Regions from separate parts of the Sus scrofa genome. Here regions 2 and 3 are each linked to region 1. The links are chromatin contacts, called in public Hi-C and HiChIP or PLAC-seq maps. All regions are on one chromosome and are shown on one strand. The core of a region is the stretch at or near the end of the contact, and the rest is flanking DNA. Distances in the headings are between cores, read along the strand shown.

The links. A called contact is a pair of places that touch in the nucleus more often than the background predicts. HiChIP or PLAC-seq counts read pairs in DNA pulled down with a chosen protein or histone mark.
Region 2: a contact with region 1 is called in a Hi-C map of liver, with 3 times the contacts expected there. The contact joins two enhancer-like sites. A contact is called at or near these places in 1 of 47 Hi-C or Micro-C datasets (liver) and 2 of 2 datasets of contacts at active chromatin or transcription factors (alveolar macrophages and skeletal muscle).
Region 3: a contact with region 1 is called in an H3K27ac HiChIP or PLAC-seq map of skeletal muscle, with 4 times the contacts expected there. The contact joins two enhancer-like sites. A contact is called at or near these places in 1 of 5 promoter capture datasets (liver), 16 of 47 Hi-C or Micro-C datasets (adipocytes, embryonic fibroblasts, epiblast stem cells and 10 more) and 2 of 2 datasets of contacts at active chromatin or transcription factors (alveolar macrophages and skeletal muscle).

The regions. Positions count from the first base shown.
Region 1 is chr15:54,886,140-54,889,196 of Sscrofa11.1, forward strand. The region is part of intron 2 of DCTN6 (dynactin subunit 6); the gene reads right to left. Among named protein-coding and RNA genes, the nearest start is that of DCTN6, 8.2 kb to the right of the region's middle. Within about 2 kb of position 1,347, at least 25 of the 83 cell types and tissues checked have an H3K27ac peak or open chromatin away from gene starts, as enhancers often do. A contact at or near this core is called in liver and skeletal muscle, where this site is marked.
Region 2 is chr15:54,553,828-54,556,830 of Sscrofa11.1, forward strand. RBPMS (RNA-binding protein with multiple splicing) reads right to left here. Exons shown (of 9, transcript XM_021074872.1): 7 at 974-1,043. The coding sequence ends at 981. Among named protein-coding and RNA genes, the nearest start is that of SMIM18, 90 kb to the left of the region's middle. Within about 2 kb of position 1,449, at least 18 of the 83 cell types and tissues checked have an H3K27ac peak or open chromatin away from gene starts, as enhancers often do. A contact at or near this core is called in liver and skeletal muscle, where this site is marked.
Region 3 is chr15:54,521,839-54,524,776 of Sscrofa11.1, forward strand. It overlaps GTF2E2 (general transcription factor IIE subunit 2), which reads left to right. Exons shown (of 9, transcript NM_001244861.1): 8 at 1,864-1,979. Among named protein-coding and RNA genes, the nearest start is that of SMIM18, 58 kb to the left of the region's middle. Within about 2 kb of position 1,648, at least 26 of the 83 cell types and tissues checked have an H3K27ac peak or open chromatin away from gene starts, as enhancers often do. A contact at or near this core is called in liver and skeletal muscle, where this site is marked.

The DNA of each region.
Region 1 (3,057 bases), core at 97-2,596:
GCTCTTCCAGCTGGGTGAATCAACTTGAATCTGTAGTTTGCACAATACCAGATTTATGTCTTACATCAAAATGTCCTATGATAAAGAGACACGATATTTCCATTTCAGGTTCTTTGTAGCTAAAGCCCCAGCTAGCTCCCCATTGCTTGTCTCAAAAGTCTAGGCTCTGGCCTTTATCACTTAAAGGCTATGTGCTTAATCTCTCAAATGCCTCCGTTTTCTCATCTATACAAAGATAAGATCTATGATAACTTACCTCACTGGGTTAAGGTATGGATTATATAAAGTAAGGTTTGAAAAGGAGATCATGGGGTCTGGCTCATAGTTCTTCAAAATGGGAGGTTCATCACTAGCTGACACTAAGAGCTAACAACTATCACAGCAAACAAAATAACACCTGGTCTGCAAAAGAGAAGAAAAGGGACTGCTTTACTCTCCTCTCAGGTATTGGGGTAAAACCTCTTTTTCACAGGGGAGGAAAATTCTTCACCTTATTGTTAGATAATAAAAAAGATTAATAAAAATATTCCATACTAGCATTAAAAATCTGACAGGAGGAAGAGATAGTCATGGCCATGACAGAAAGCAGATCCTTTGCTGGCAGCCAGATAAACATCCAGAGGCACTAGATATTCCCCTTGTCCTCAGGCTGTAGCTTTTGACAACAAGCAGTCTTGTAAGAAGCTCCCTGAGAAAGGGCTAATAAGACAAAGGTACCACTAGGACCTGGGCTTCTTTAAAAGTTCCTCTAAAGTACAGCTTTGAAAACAATTGACATCTTCATTTTTCCCTTTCAAAAATAATACATATTAAGTATACCAAAACCCCCAGAGAGATGAACACACTTTTTTTTTTTTTTTTTTTGTCTTTTCTAGGGCCACACCCGCAGCATATGGAGGTTCCCAGGCTAGGGGTCTAATCACAGCTGTAGCCGCTGGCCCATGCCACAGCCACAGCAACGCCAGATCCAAGCCACGTCTATACCACGTCACGGCAACGCTGGATCCTTAATCCACTGAGCGAGGCCAGGGATTGAACCCGCAACCTCATGGTTCCTAGTCAGATTTGTTAACCACTGAGCTATGACGGGAGCTCTGAACACACTTTAAAAAAAAATTAAATAATCTCCAATCCCATGTATTCTTATGTAATATTTAAAAATAATTCTGAAGCTATTTTATTTAGCCAAGTGTTTCATTATTGTCATTTTTTTTAGATCATTATTAATAAGTAAGTTAGTAAATAACTGAAAAACTGGTTATAAATCTGAGGGCCCTAGGATATAAAGCATCATCACCGGCTTCTGTGAGACCTGTGTTCAAGACAACACCTCCACCTGGTGGTCACGCTGCCAAATTACATGTCCTGGAGTTCAAGGCTGAAAGGACTTAGGTTAAACTGAGTTGTGAAGTTAACAGCAAATGTCATGAGTGACAATAAACCAAATAGTTCCCCTTTACCTCTCTTTTTTGGGCAGAGACTAGAGAGATTAGTATGTACACAGAACTGCTGTACATGTGACTGCTTAGACTTCAGTTTGCTGAACTTCTTAAAGGGAACTTCCGACTCAGGTGGTTTGTCTCTACACAGCACTGAAGGTTGGCACCAGACAGGAGGGCAACCTGGGCAAGACCCTGGGCAGCGCCCACATATTGAAATGTGAGCACAGTCTGCTCCACACTTCTCTACACGCAAGAAGCACTTTTACCTCCAATGGGACTGAATTTAAACCCAGTTGAAGGGTCCTGAGGTTAAAATGCTTTAAAAATAAAAATTTGTCACCATGGAAAGTTTTTTTTTTTTAAAGGCTGTTGTGAATTTTCTTAGAGCTCTTTCTGACAGGGTAGTTTGTATATTTTCTTACTGAATGTGCTGAAACCCTATTTGGCTTATCTCCTTGTTTGGATAAATGTGTCTAGAGTTGGAGCTGCCTTACTGGCTGATGAATTATTTTTCTAAATGCTTGGCTGGGCTTGACGCAACCTAGCCAGAAAGACATTCCTTGAATCAAATTTCCATTCCCCTCATTTAGTAAAGGGCATTTTTCCTGTCTATCTTTGCCTAGGAAAGCAATCTTTGTGGACATCTTCATATGTCAATAAATAGTTCCAAAAGCCACAAGGTCTCTTGAAAATGAAAACAATTCCTATGACCTGTAAGCTGAAGTACCTGTAAGAACTGCTTTATATGCAATGAATTTCTCAAGTCAAAGCCAGTATTCTGCCTATTAAAAAAGACTTTAATATAATGTTGTATATATGACTTATATGTTATAAACCAGTTACCTCAATTTAAAAAAAGATTTCCTAACACAAATTTTATTTATTTTTTAAAATGATTTTTATTTTTTCTATTATAGCTGGATTACAGTGTTCTATCAATTTTCTTTTTCTTTTTTTTTTTTTTGCCTTTTCTAGGGCCGCTCTCAGCGGCATATGGAGGTTCCCAGGTTAGGGGTCCAATCGGAGCTGTAGCCACTGGCCTGCACCAGAGCCACACCTACACCACAGCTCACAGCAACGCTGGATCCTTAACCTACTGAGCAAGGCCAGGGATCAAACCCGCAACCTCATGGTCCTAGTCGGATTCGTTAACCACTGCGCCACCACGGGAACTCCAAGTGTTCTGTCAATTTTCTATGCAGTATTCTAACACAAATTTTAAGCCAACTATACTCCAATTAAATTAAAAAAAAAGATTTCCACAATAAAAGGGAAGCTTTTGATACTAAAAACTCTAATGGAAAGAAAAAGTGGAACAAAGAGCTTCCATCACAAAGCTTTTCCACTGAAGGCACTGAGTTCTGCTTTCACATTGCAGTGTCCCAACCAAGTCCTGTTCTAACCCCAGAAGACTGCCCTCACCTTAAAATAGGACTCCTTGACTCTGCTCAGAGGGACCTTTCTGAAATGTTTTTCAGCTTTCAAAACAAGATTGTCAGGAAATAATGCATGGCCCAGGAATCAAGGCAGTCTAAGTAAAAACAGGCTTGATGCTACAAAACCTTATTTACCCAAATTATGGTTAACAAGAGAGCTGTTATTCTTCCCAAAGTCT
Region 2 (3,003 bases), core at 199-2,698, 330 kb before region 1:
CTGCAGATGCTGCCCTAAAAAAAAAAGACAAGAAAGAAAGAATTTATCTTAGAAGCTTTCCTTGAGGAGTGTTAGGGAGAGATACATAACAACTTTCCATGGCCTCTGTGCCATTTCTAACTGGATGAAGTCCGGTCTCTCCCTATTCCCATTTTTCTTCCTGTCTTGTGAAGGAATGACATAAACAAAGAGAAGATTTGAGTGTAGGACAGTAACATTTCAAAGATGCGGGGCAGACTCTCCAAATTCACACACCAAATTAGAGTTCAGAACAACACTGCTTTATACTTCACAGAAATTCGGGCAAGATACTGAATTACAGGTGGTGTTTGGGATGTGACAGCAATTCTACATTTACAGGAAAACAAATCATTTGGTAGTTCCCTGAAGCAAGGCTGGGCCTGTGAAGAAATGGCGCAAAGGCCAACTTGGGATAGTTTCCCTCAAGAAACTTTAAGGAAAGCCTATTGGAAGCAGCACACTGAGTACCTTCGTAAGGACATTGGGTGTTTTGTAAAGACCATTTAGGTGATTTAGAAAGAACTATCCCAAGTTCTGACAGACGGGCGGGCATGTACAGAAGTAAATCTCTAGGATTCCCACTCTAAGGCGCTACGTCAGTAGATGACTTAGGTCTGTGACCTGAGGAAGGTTTTGTTCACGCTGGCAGCAGGTGAGTAACAGTCATGTCACTTCCTGATTCATGTGGGGGTGTGGGGGAGGGGGCCAGGATCCCAGTTCTCCAGTTCGTATCCCTCACTTCTCCTTCAGTCCCAAGTGAAAATCTCTTGGAGAGACGTATGGCCCCAAAGGCGCTCTTGGGGTGCTAAGTGTAATGACCTGGGATGACCCCTGCAAGTGCAGAAGGTGTGGGCGCCAATGCAGGATGAGAGCTGCCCAGTGACCAAACGTCTGCTCGGTCCTGTGCTCACCCAGGCCCTGGACACGGTTCTCATTAAAACCGAGTACTTACACAGTATTCAGCAGAACTGACGGGACTTCCAGCCCTGAGAAGTAGCCTCGGACGGAGGGAGCCAGCGCATCTGGAAAGACATGTGGGGAGAAGGCTGTGAACCTGGGCTCCGGGGCACGTCTGCACCCCTCAGGGCATCCTGCCAGGCTACTGCCCCCTTCCCAGTTCCCAGGTGGTGCTCAAGCACCCCTGCCTGGGCAGCTGTCTCCCCTGGGGCTGAACAGCATCCTGAGAAATCCTCCACACCCCCTTCTGAGCACGAGGCCGAGCTCTCAGGAATGCACCCCCTGACTGAGCACCCGGGGCCCAGTGGCTCCTCCTGCTCCCACCCCCCTTCTCAAGTCACAGCTGCTGCTGGGCTAAAACCTGGCCCAGTGACCCCTCTTTTCCGCACTGACTCAGCAACACCTGGGCTGGGGGATAGGCCGCCCAGTGGCTTCCTGAGCATTGTGTGGAAACATGTATCTGCTGTGATAAGGAAGGGACGGTCCATGACACCATCCAGACCAGTGGTCTGGCCAGGGTGGCTTGGAGCTTCTGGTCCTGTCCTTTTAGAAAAGGATCCTGGCTTTCTGGCACTCTGGGATGTCTGGCACTGAGCCCTCTGCCCGCTTGGCTGCCCCACCTCTTCCGATTAGGTTCCCAAAGTGCAAGGCCAGGCCCCAAACACAAAAGGATTGTGATGCTCTGCACTTGGCAGAATGCTCCCGGTCTCCGACTGAAGAAAACAGGAAAAACAAACAAAAGAGCATGTGTGCTTTGGCTCTACCAGACGTTCACTCCACCTCCCGGCACTGTCTGTTTTGCCTGTAAACCTCTGGGTAGAGGCTAGAGAAGCCTGTTTATTGCTGCTTCTTTTTACACTGAGCAGGGATGGCTCTCCACCAGCCCATAAGCAACACAGAAAGCAGTGCAGGGAGCAGCACAGCAGAGGGCTGGGTGGCCCGGCTGGGAGGTGGTGTCCGCCCAGCATGGCAGGGGGAAGACTGCTCTTTATCTGGGTCTGGCCCAAACCAGTTCACACGAGAGTGTTTCTGGTGGAATGGGATGCTGGGGGGAATATTACCCTGGCAAATCAGTGTTAGTGGTTAAATTTGTAGCATAACCCCTTTTTTTCATATAGCATCCTGTTTGTATCTCCAAAGCATAAACAGAGGAAGCTGCAAGCCAGCTGACATGGAAGTGCCGGCGCCTGAGGCACTGACAGAAACCTTCTGGCTCATCTTACCTGAGCGGAACAGGTTGGGAATTGGATGAGGTCTGGGTATTTGCAATGATGTCCACCATGGTCATAAGTCCCATGGGGTTGAGGCTGGGTCAGAATCCAGTGCTCAGGCTCTACCAGCTCTGACTGATCCTGAGGCTATCCTGGGCTATCTAGGAATGGGTCCTAGAGAGCAATCAGTAGTACCCTGGCCTTTGCCCCTGGCTCATTTGCAGGAGTCTGCAGAGTTCCTTCTTTACCACACAGGTCTCCCTCAGTGGCTATTCCCTCTCTGACTGTCCCTGCAGGATAAGGGGCCACACTGGGGGACTCTATCCCCAGAGGGAATAGAAGTGTCTGGCCTCACTTACTCCGTAAGAGGGACTTAAAGAGTCCAAGGATGCATTCTGAGCTTCTGCCTACACAGGACTCCACCTCTGGGGGCCCCTTGGGTCTGCTGTGTATTAGTGACCTGCGGGGGCAGGGAGCACATCAGGTATTACTAGAAACAAGATGACTAGCCAAGGTGGAGCTCTGTATCATGAGAGGGCAGAGCTGTATTTCGTGGGAGCCACCAGCAGGTCCTGAAGCTCATTTAAGGCAGAGCCAGAGTTCCTTCAACACTCACAGCAGTTAAAGAGACAAGGGACCAAAAGCTTTGCTAGACTAAACACACATCACTCTGGGAATTTAGGGGGTTATGCAGGACAAAGGAGAGAGAAATAAAGAGGGGAGATGTGGGAGGCAGGAAGGGAGCAGAGAGGAGGGGGAGCGGGAAAGAGGAAGGGGAGGAAGACAGAGAGAGACTCAAAGAAAAAACTGGTAC
Region 3 (2,938 bases), core at 398-2,897, 360 kb before region 1:
GGCTTGTATTAGTTTCACTTATTTTACTAAGATAATATGCAGTGTTCACATTAGAAGTTGGGCCAAGAGTGTACAGGAATTCTTTATACTAAATTTGCAACTTTTAATGTAAAATTATTTCAGAATAAAAGCTTAAAACACGTAAAAAGAAAATATACTCTGTGTTGCCCAGACAGTGGCATTTCATAGTTGAGTGGTCAAATTGCTGAGAGTGTACTAGGTTCAGTGCCAACTCTAGTGGTAAACTTTTATGAAACAGAATTTCCACTCTTGAGGTACTTATAGCTGTTCAAGAGGTTGAGAAAGATGTGCAGGCCAATAAATGTCATCAGTTAACTTAATGCAGATGAAAGAAAGAGCTCCTAATGTATTTATAGAAATTAAAAAATTTTTCTTTTATTTAGAGGTTTGTTGTTGTTGTTTGCTGTATATGGCCACTCCCACGGCATATGGAGGTTCCCAGGCTAGGGGTCGAATCAGAGCTGTAGCCATCGGCCTTCGCCAGAGCCACAGCAATGTGGGATCCAAGCCACGTCTGCAACCTACACCACAGCTCACGGCAACGCCGGATGCCTAACCCACTGAGCAAGGCCAGGGATCGAACCCGAAACTTCATGGTTCCTAGTCGAATTCATTAACTACCGAGCCACGATGGGAACTCTGTCCTAAAGATGTTTTGGATTGAAATGACTTCGTGCCCAGGTTGAATTCTTTGTAGTAGATTGTTGTTTCTGCATTGGTCATTATCAGCAGAAGGCTTTTCAGTGTATGATAGAGAACGGATTTCCTGAGTATCATCAGAGTCCCAGCTGTTAGGGCATTATTTACTTCCTGTGTTATGTTTTGAAATAGGAAAGGAGAGAGTCTGGTCCAGCACAGTATTGTGTTGCCAACTTTATTTACAGCTTGTGAATGGACTGTGGGTTGCGTATGTGAAAGTTAATGGCCTTGGAATGAAAGGAGGGGGCAGTACCTTGATTAGGTCTGTGTCAGAGGGGTAGGGGTGTTCTTGGCCTTCGTGTGACCCCAGGGCACTCAGGGAGCTTTTCTTTTTTGCCATCCAGAGTATGACAAGACAGTTTTTTGTGTGTCAGAAAGTAGATGCTAAGAAGTAAAACCTGGTTCTTCTTTGAGGCTGTTTTAAGGACAGAATTTAAGATGCAAATGAGTTGATTCTGAGCATTGTGATCTCTTTTGGTTGCAAAAACCGTGATGTGCCAGAGGGGGTAGGAGTCACTGAGAACAAGATTCAGGCTGGACAGAAGGCCTTTCTCCTTTGTTTTCCAGGGGTGGTGAGACAGTGTTACTGTCTAAGTATCCCCCCAGCCCCCACTTTTACGACCTCTTAGTCACCCATTCCCAGTTTGATTTCAGAAAGTTCTTTTGCAAATAAACTGGTATAATTCCTCACTCTCGTTAAAAACTTTGGTTCCTCATCTCCCTGTGTGTTTCTTTTCACCCATGGGAGAGGACGGGGGCAGGTATACTGAGCTTACAGGAGATGAGCAGGAATTTGAACTGTTTAAATGGAGAAAACTGATTTCTAGAATAAAAGGACAATTGTCAACTGCCTTTCTTCCCAGGAAAGCTGGGAGGCCTCAATCACATGGCCCATCGTTTATAGACTCTAAAAATAGAACAGTGCTGGTCTCATCTGTAAGGATACAGTTCCAGTTCCCAGGCCCTTCTGCTACTCAGCGTCCAGCATTTGACTGTTCTTGTCTTACTTCCTTTGTTTTTATAATGAAATCTCAGATGGGCTGATTTAGACCAGAGGAGATAATACTGAAGCTTGACTTCAGTCACTGAGATGCTGAGCTTGTAAACATCTCTTGTAAAATAATGACTACCTTGTTGGCACAGAGTTTCAGAAACTGTGGAGGAGTGTCACCGTGGATTCAATGGATGAGGAGAAAATTGAAGAGTATCTGAAGCGACAGGGTATTTCTTCCATGCAGGAATCCGGACCAAAGAAAGTGGTATGTACTCTCTAGCAGAAAATGGCCTCCTCTTTGAACTGTTAGCTTGCTTCCTGTGCGGCTATCTGAAGAGCAGGTAGGTAGGTCTCCCTTCCAGAGTTTTCTGTGTCCTTAATGCCATGACCTTGCTCAGAAGCATTCAGATCATGTCTGGTGTATGGGTGGATGGCCCTCAGGTGCTGTTCCCCAGGTGTGTGAGAGCCCCGCCCTAAGCCCGTCCTGGCAGGGATTGCTCTCAAGCTCCAGCCAATGGACTTCCAGTGCCGGCATGCTGTCTTCCCAGTTTCTAGCAGGGGCCTGCTCATCACCCTCTTCTTTATGACCTTCATCCTGCCCCCTCCCACTTGCTCCCGGAGCCCCATGGACTGGTGCCTGGCTTTGCCTTAGCCCTGATCACACTGAATTGTCTTTGTTGACTCGCAGGTCCCTTAGGAACCAGATACTATTGTCTTTATAGCTCCAAATCCTGCTCACTGGAGAGATTTGTAATCAAATGTACCAGCTAACTGACTTCTCCAGCCCAGGTGGAGGTGTATTTCACCACCACCCTGGACACTGGCAGCTCTGCAACTCTCCCTTGTTCCCTTGCCCACTGTCGTGCCTTGTAGCTTGCCTTCTTTGTGACTCTGTGTGTGTTTCATTCAGTGAATTTTTAGACTCCTTAAAAGGGAAATTTATTGCTCGTGATCTCAGTGAATCAGTGCGATGCAGCACTTCATGGTTTTCTTTCATTGCTTAGTTTGTTGATTTTTTTATTGTGTGATATTAATATTTCAAGTATACAGTAAAGAGAATTAAAAGAGAATAATACTTAACAAATCTTCCTGTGTCCATCCACTTTCCACTTCCCAGTGTTGTCCTATCTCTATATTTTACTGTATTTGTTTCAGATCTTCTTCTTTTCTTATTGGTAATGGTGGATAGATTTTTAAACCTGCTAATAGAAATGAAAAACAAAG